Regions from separate parts of the Mus musculus genome. Here region 1 is linked to region 2. A link is a contact called in public HiChIP or PLAC-seq data. All regions are on one chromosome and are shown on one strand. The core of a region is the stretch at or near the end of the contact, and the rest is flanking DNA. Distances in the headings are between cores, read along the strand shown.

What was found. HiChIP or PLAC-seq counts read pairs in DNA pulled down with a chosen protein or histone mark.
Region 1: a contact with region 2 is called in an H3K27ac HiChIP or PLAC-seq map of regulatory T cells, with 9 times the contacts expected there. The contact joins two enhancer-like sites. A contact is called at or near these places in 1 of 115 datasets of contacts at active chromatin or transcription factors (regulatory T cells) and 2 of 9 other capture datasets (adipose tissue and liver).

What each region holds. Positions count from the first base shown.
Region 1 is chr10:76,036,920-76,039,619 of GRCm38.p6, forward strand. Zfp280b (zinc finger protein 280B) reads left to right here. Exons shown (of 2, transcript NM_177475.3): 2 at 1,315-2,700. The coding sequence starts at 1,370. Among named protein-coding and RNA genes, the nearest start is that of Zfp280b, 5.7 kb to the left of the region's middle. Within about 2 kb of position 1,387, at least 16 of the 459 cell types and tissues checked have an H3K27ac peak or open chromatin away from gene starts, as enhancers often do. A contact at or near this core is called in regulatory T cells, where this site is marked.
Region 2 is chr10:75,742,840-75,745,539 of GRCm38.p6, forward strand. It overlaps Cabin1 (calcineurin binding protein 1), which reads right to left. Exons shown (of 37, transcript NM_172549.3): 10 at 2,390-2,558; 11 at 363-499. Among named protein-coding and RNA genes, the nearest start is that of Cabin1, 20 kb to the right of the region's middle. Within about 2 kb of position 1,377, at least 26 of the 459 cell types and tissues checked have an H3K27ac peak or open chromatin away from gene starts, as enhancers often do. A contact at or near this core is called in regulatory T cells, where this site is marked.

The DNA.
Region 1 (2,700 bases), core at 137-2,636, 290 kb after region 2:
CCTATTTCTAAGATGTTTTCTATTGTCTTTGAACCTGTTATTGATGGGAGTGTGACCATGACGCTGTGACAGGGTAAGGTCCTCCATCTTGTATTCTCCCTGAGGCCATTTTAGATTTGACTAGAATTTGTTGTTTGTAAAGCTATCCATTCTTATTCTAGAAGCCCAAGATCAAGATACCCCTGCTCACTTATCTTGACTTCTGTTAAGCTGTCTGTCTGCTTATGTGAAACCCCCCGCCTTCAGCTAACTGATTATCTTAGTTTCTGTTAAACTGCTTGCTTGCACAAAACACCGAGCCCTGCAGCTGCGGAGACACAACAGAATCTGGATTTCACCTTTAAAGGCCCCTTATCCTAACTGCTCAGCACTACACTTGTATCCCAGCTACACAAGTGTATTCCCAGCTAGCTGGAAAAAAAGACTTCAGTTGGCTCGAAACCACGTCTGAGGGGATCTGTGGTGGGCTCCCTTTAACAATCTCTTTATCAGTGTGTTTGTCGCTGTTTGTGTTTGTTTGTTTGTTTTTTTTCCGAGACTTGAGTTTCTCTGTGTAACCCTGGCTGTCCTGGAACTCACTTTGTAGACCAGGCTGGCCTCAAACTCAGAAATCCGCCTGCCTCTGCCTCCTGAGTGCTGGGATTTTTAAACAGCTGAAAGTATTTATTGCTTCTAGAGGTTTTCTTGGAGAATTTTTGGAACCTGTGATATTTATCCTCTGCTAATAGCAATTGTTTGACTTCCGCCTTTCCTATTTGTATCCTTTCTGCTTCCTTATGCCTTACTGCTCCAGCTAGTGCTTCAAGCACACAATGGAGAGAAGGGTGGGAAGTAGTACTCCTCCCTGCCCTCTGGTGGAATCGACTTCAGCTTTTTCTCCATTGAGGATGATGTTGGCCTCGCGTTTCTCATATCTAGCTCTTATTAGGTTGTGCTGTGTCATCTCTAGCTCTACTTTCTGTATAGGCTCTTATCATGAAGGCATGTTGGATATGGCCTGTCTTGTCAAGGAAGCCAGGTAGCAGAAGAGGACCATCTAGGCCAGGGAGGTAGTTTATTCTGGAGCCATTTTAAGTGACTAGATCATCTATCTCAAAGGCTGCTTGGCTAGGTGATGCTGAGTGAGAGCCTTGGGTTGGGCTAGCCAACAGCTTGTCGATGCACCTTCTGCCCAGGTCTGGACCTTGAAGGTTGGGGAAGAATGGGAGTGGCACTGGCTGGATGTCCTTAATGTGTATAACCACCTCAAAGTCTTTGATGAGAAAACTAAGTCCCTTTCCCGTGCTGACTGGCGTGTGATTTGTTTGTACTCAGGTGGCAGTGTGTGTGCAGTGCCGTGTGGCCACACTCATCAGGAGCCACATCAGAAATGGAGCAGCCATTCACGGTAGATGATGAAGACGAACAAGATCCAGAACCACAGCCGAGGTCAGGAGAACCCATTCAAGTCCTCGATGACGATGCTGCTGAAGATGCAGAGCTGATCTTCGTAGGGGTGGAGAAGGTAAAGGAAGATGCTGAGCTTATCTTTGTTGGGGTGACTTCAGCTTCCCAGCCAGCCAACTCGAACATTTTGAACAGAGTCACCCCAGGTTCACGGTTAAAAAGAAAGCATGACCGACTTAGAGCAACCACGACTCAGAGGTTGCAGCCCTCACGTCCTGCCGCCCCCACATCAGAGGCCGTGGTTGTCTTGCCAGCATCTCCAGCTGAATCAAGGTCGACGGATAGTCCTATTGCTATTGAGCCTTTGTCCGAGTCTGATTATAGAAGTAGTTCACCACAGGTTGTGCCTAGTAGCTCTTCCAAGTGCTGTTCGCCTCTGGTCACACTCTCAAGTTCAGAGAATAGTCCAGTAAAGGCAGCGCTTTCAGGAGGAGATCTGAATGAAAATTTGTATGTATCGAAGTGCCATTTTTCCATAAATCCACAGAGGCCTGACCATAGTATTGAGATTGTAGAACCACTTTCTTCAGCTTTGCCCCCTTCAGGTACCTTCCATACCTCGAATATGCAACAGAGGACACCTTCCTTTGATGCTCCCAACTCTCTGAGCCGTCTTGTGAATGGGGCACCTCCTTCAGAGGACTCTGCCCACCCTCGTCAGGACAGTGGATTGGCGGAAGCAGACTTTTCAAGTCCAGCAAGTCAAGAGACTTTTGATCCCAAGAAAGGAAGTTTGACCCTGTTACTTAGTGACTTTTATTATGGACAGTATAAAGGAGATGGGAAGCCGGAGCAGAAGACTCACACAACCTTTAAATGCCCCAGCTGCTTGAAAGCTCTAAAAAATGTTAAATTCATGAACCACACCAAGCATCATTTGGAGCTCGAGAGGCAGGGGAGTGAGGACGCCTGGGAGAGCCACACCACCTGTCTGCGCTGCCACCGGCAGTTCGATTCCCCGTTCCAGCTGGAGTGCCACATCGACCGAGTGCACACGTCACCGGACCCTTCCGTGGTCTGCAAAATCTGTGAGTTGTCCTTTGAGACCGACCAAGTCCTTTTACAGCACATGAAAGACAATCACAAGCCTGGGGAGATGCCCTATGTGTGCCAGGTCTGTAAGTACAGGTCGTCAGGCTTCGCGGACGTGGAGACACACTTTACAAAGTGCCATGTAAACACTAAGAACCTGCTTTGTCCATTTTGTCTTAAGATCTTCAAAACTGGGATGCCATACATGTGCCATTACAGGGG
Region 2 (2,700 bases), core at 127-2,626:
GAGCACAGCAAGTATGCACCTGGATCCCTCAGCTGACCACAGGCAGCTCCTCCACCAATTTTAAAAAAAGATTTATTTATTTATGTTATGTATGTGAGTACACTGTAGCTGTCTTCAGACACACCAGAAGAGGGCATCAGATCCCATTACAGATGGTTGTAAGCCACCATGTGGTTGCTGGGAATCGAACTCAGGACCTCTGGTAGAGCAGTCAGAGCTCTTAACCACTGAGCCATCTCTCCAGCCCTTTTTCCAACTCTTATGAAACCCTAGAACCACTCTGCAGAGCAGAAGCCAGGCAGGTCCCAGGCTGATGGAAGGAAGACTGCCCAGCAGTGACAGAGCACACTGCCCACTCCTACCAGATTCCATGAATGTGGCTGAGTCGAAGGACAGGCGATGAGGTCCCACATTGGAGAAGCTCTCCAGTTTGGCTTCTGCCTGAACTTCATAGTTATTAAATGGATCATCTTCCTCCTCAGGGTCCAGTTTTCTTAACCTACATGAAACATGCTAAAATCACGACAGCCATCCCGCTCCCTGTGACAGAGCATCCCAACGCCTCCTAGTAGAGCAACTAAATCAAGCCAAGATAGCATTGACTGAAACAGATGGTGAGAGCATCCACACCCAGGCCCCAGGAGCCGCTGCGTCTCTCCAGATTTCCGTGACTGATCGTTCCCACACTTGTTCATTTATGCCACCAACAGATGGCTGCTGAGCAAAGCCATGCGCCAGGCACACAACCATAAATACAGGGAGTTCATCTCCTCGGTGGAGAGGTGGATCATGAGCAGGGAAAACACAAACGGCCCACATCAGGACCAGCACCAAGCAGTTGCTTCAGACAGAGCCACGGGGACTCTGCGTTGGAGAGCAGAGTCAGAGGGAATACTCTCGGGGCTGACAACAAGGAAGGGCTAAGCAGAAGCAGAAGCTCAAGACCAGGTACAAAGGCAGAGGTGCTGAGGGGCCTCGGGGCTGCCAGCGTGGGGACACGGCACACCCATCTGAGCTCCTCACATTGCAGCACCACCCTACAGACTCTTCTAAGGACCATGTTTTGGCCACCCTTGTAGCACCTCTACAGCATAACACTCAGGGCACCTATAAACCCCACATTAACTGCATGTACACTCCAGCAAGCAAGCTGCTATACTGTTATAGGAATACCCAAAGTAATGAATACTCGAACCTCACAGAAACTGACCCAAATACAGTAGACACAGCTCCACATACACAAGGCAAGAAACAAGAGCCAGGGTATGACAGTGGGGCGAAGAGGAAGACAGATTTCACCCACTCCAAGACACTCCTTCACTCTTCCAAAGAGCAGCTGTTTCCTGTAATGCATCTCAGGAGAAACCAGCAGATGGCGCCACATCTCTGCCTTGGCTCTGTCTTAGCTGTGCACTAAACACAGCCCTAGTTCTAAGAATTGCACCCTCATGGGAGAGATGGTAGGAAGGGAACAAAGAGCAGTTAAGTGTATTGATATAAAATGGATGCATAAGTCTGCTAAAGCCTCTAGATTCCTCTTGCACTGTCAGAAACAATACTGATATAAACTGTCACTGGTCAAAATGACAACCAAAGACTTGAGATATCTGGGCAGAGTACTGATGAAACCCTACTCAAGTAACAGTGGAGGGAGAAAGACGAAGACACCGGAGATATGAGAGAAAGTCCTGGCAAGCCAAAAGTATGCCCCCAGATGCTGGGGAGGAGAATGATGGATCAGAGCGCACTCTCCCGGGAAAGCAAAAGTGGGGCACCAAGAAGCATGCCCACTGGCACAATAAATCCTAAACAGGCTCAGGAGAGAGCCCCTGGGGCTCCTGAAGAACAGCAGGGCCAGAGCAGGAGCAGTAAAAACCCAGGACAGAAGTAGGGGCCCAGGCCCTCCTGTTTCAGAGAGCTGGCACCTTCTCTCCTGGAATTCTTTGAGGAACATGAAGAACCAATACAATGAAGGAGCACGCTCCATCTTCTCAGAATGCAATGGAACTAATAGCAATATAAAGCCAGGCAGGCACACATACACTGAGAAACAGGTGGCTTCCTTCCAGGGGTTTCCATAAGCATTTGCTGCGGCCCTGAAGCACCCCAAGAAAAAGTGAGTCTCATGACTACACGTTCCTGACTCATTCATCTTGTGAGAATCAGGAAGCAGCCAGTCCCCAATGGATAAACCAGTCAGCTCCTGTATTCAGGAGGTGAGAAAAATCCAAGCACTCAGTTCAGTGACATCCACACACTCTATTCAAGCAAGCATCAAGGGGAACAAGGGAGGCACCGGTGGGGAGGGTGGGAATAGGCTGAAAAGCGCTGCTGAGAGAAAGAAGAGCAGTTTGCAGTTACATCAGAGAAACCACAAAGTGTCCAGTACCTGGACGGCAGGAACTTTACTAGCAGTCCCTGGAAATCCACTTTCTCTTCTTTTTTGCACTTGGTGTTTCGGACCCGGGCAGACCTCCGCTTTGCTGTCTCTCCACTTTCCTCTACAGTCTTCTTACGCTTTACCCCTTTCTTAGACTTATCTCCTCCAGAAACATCACCTTCACAAAGAATGATAATTAAACCATTGCACAATGGCAGGAAAGGGCCCACTGGACTCCTCTTTTACAACCCACCACCACCGACATCTTTCTTCTCAACAGCACGCAGTCCTGAGTCCCTTAATGGTCCTACCCTTCTGGA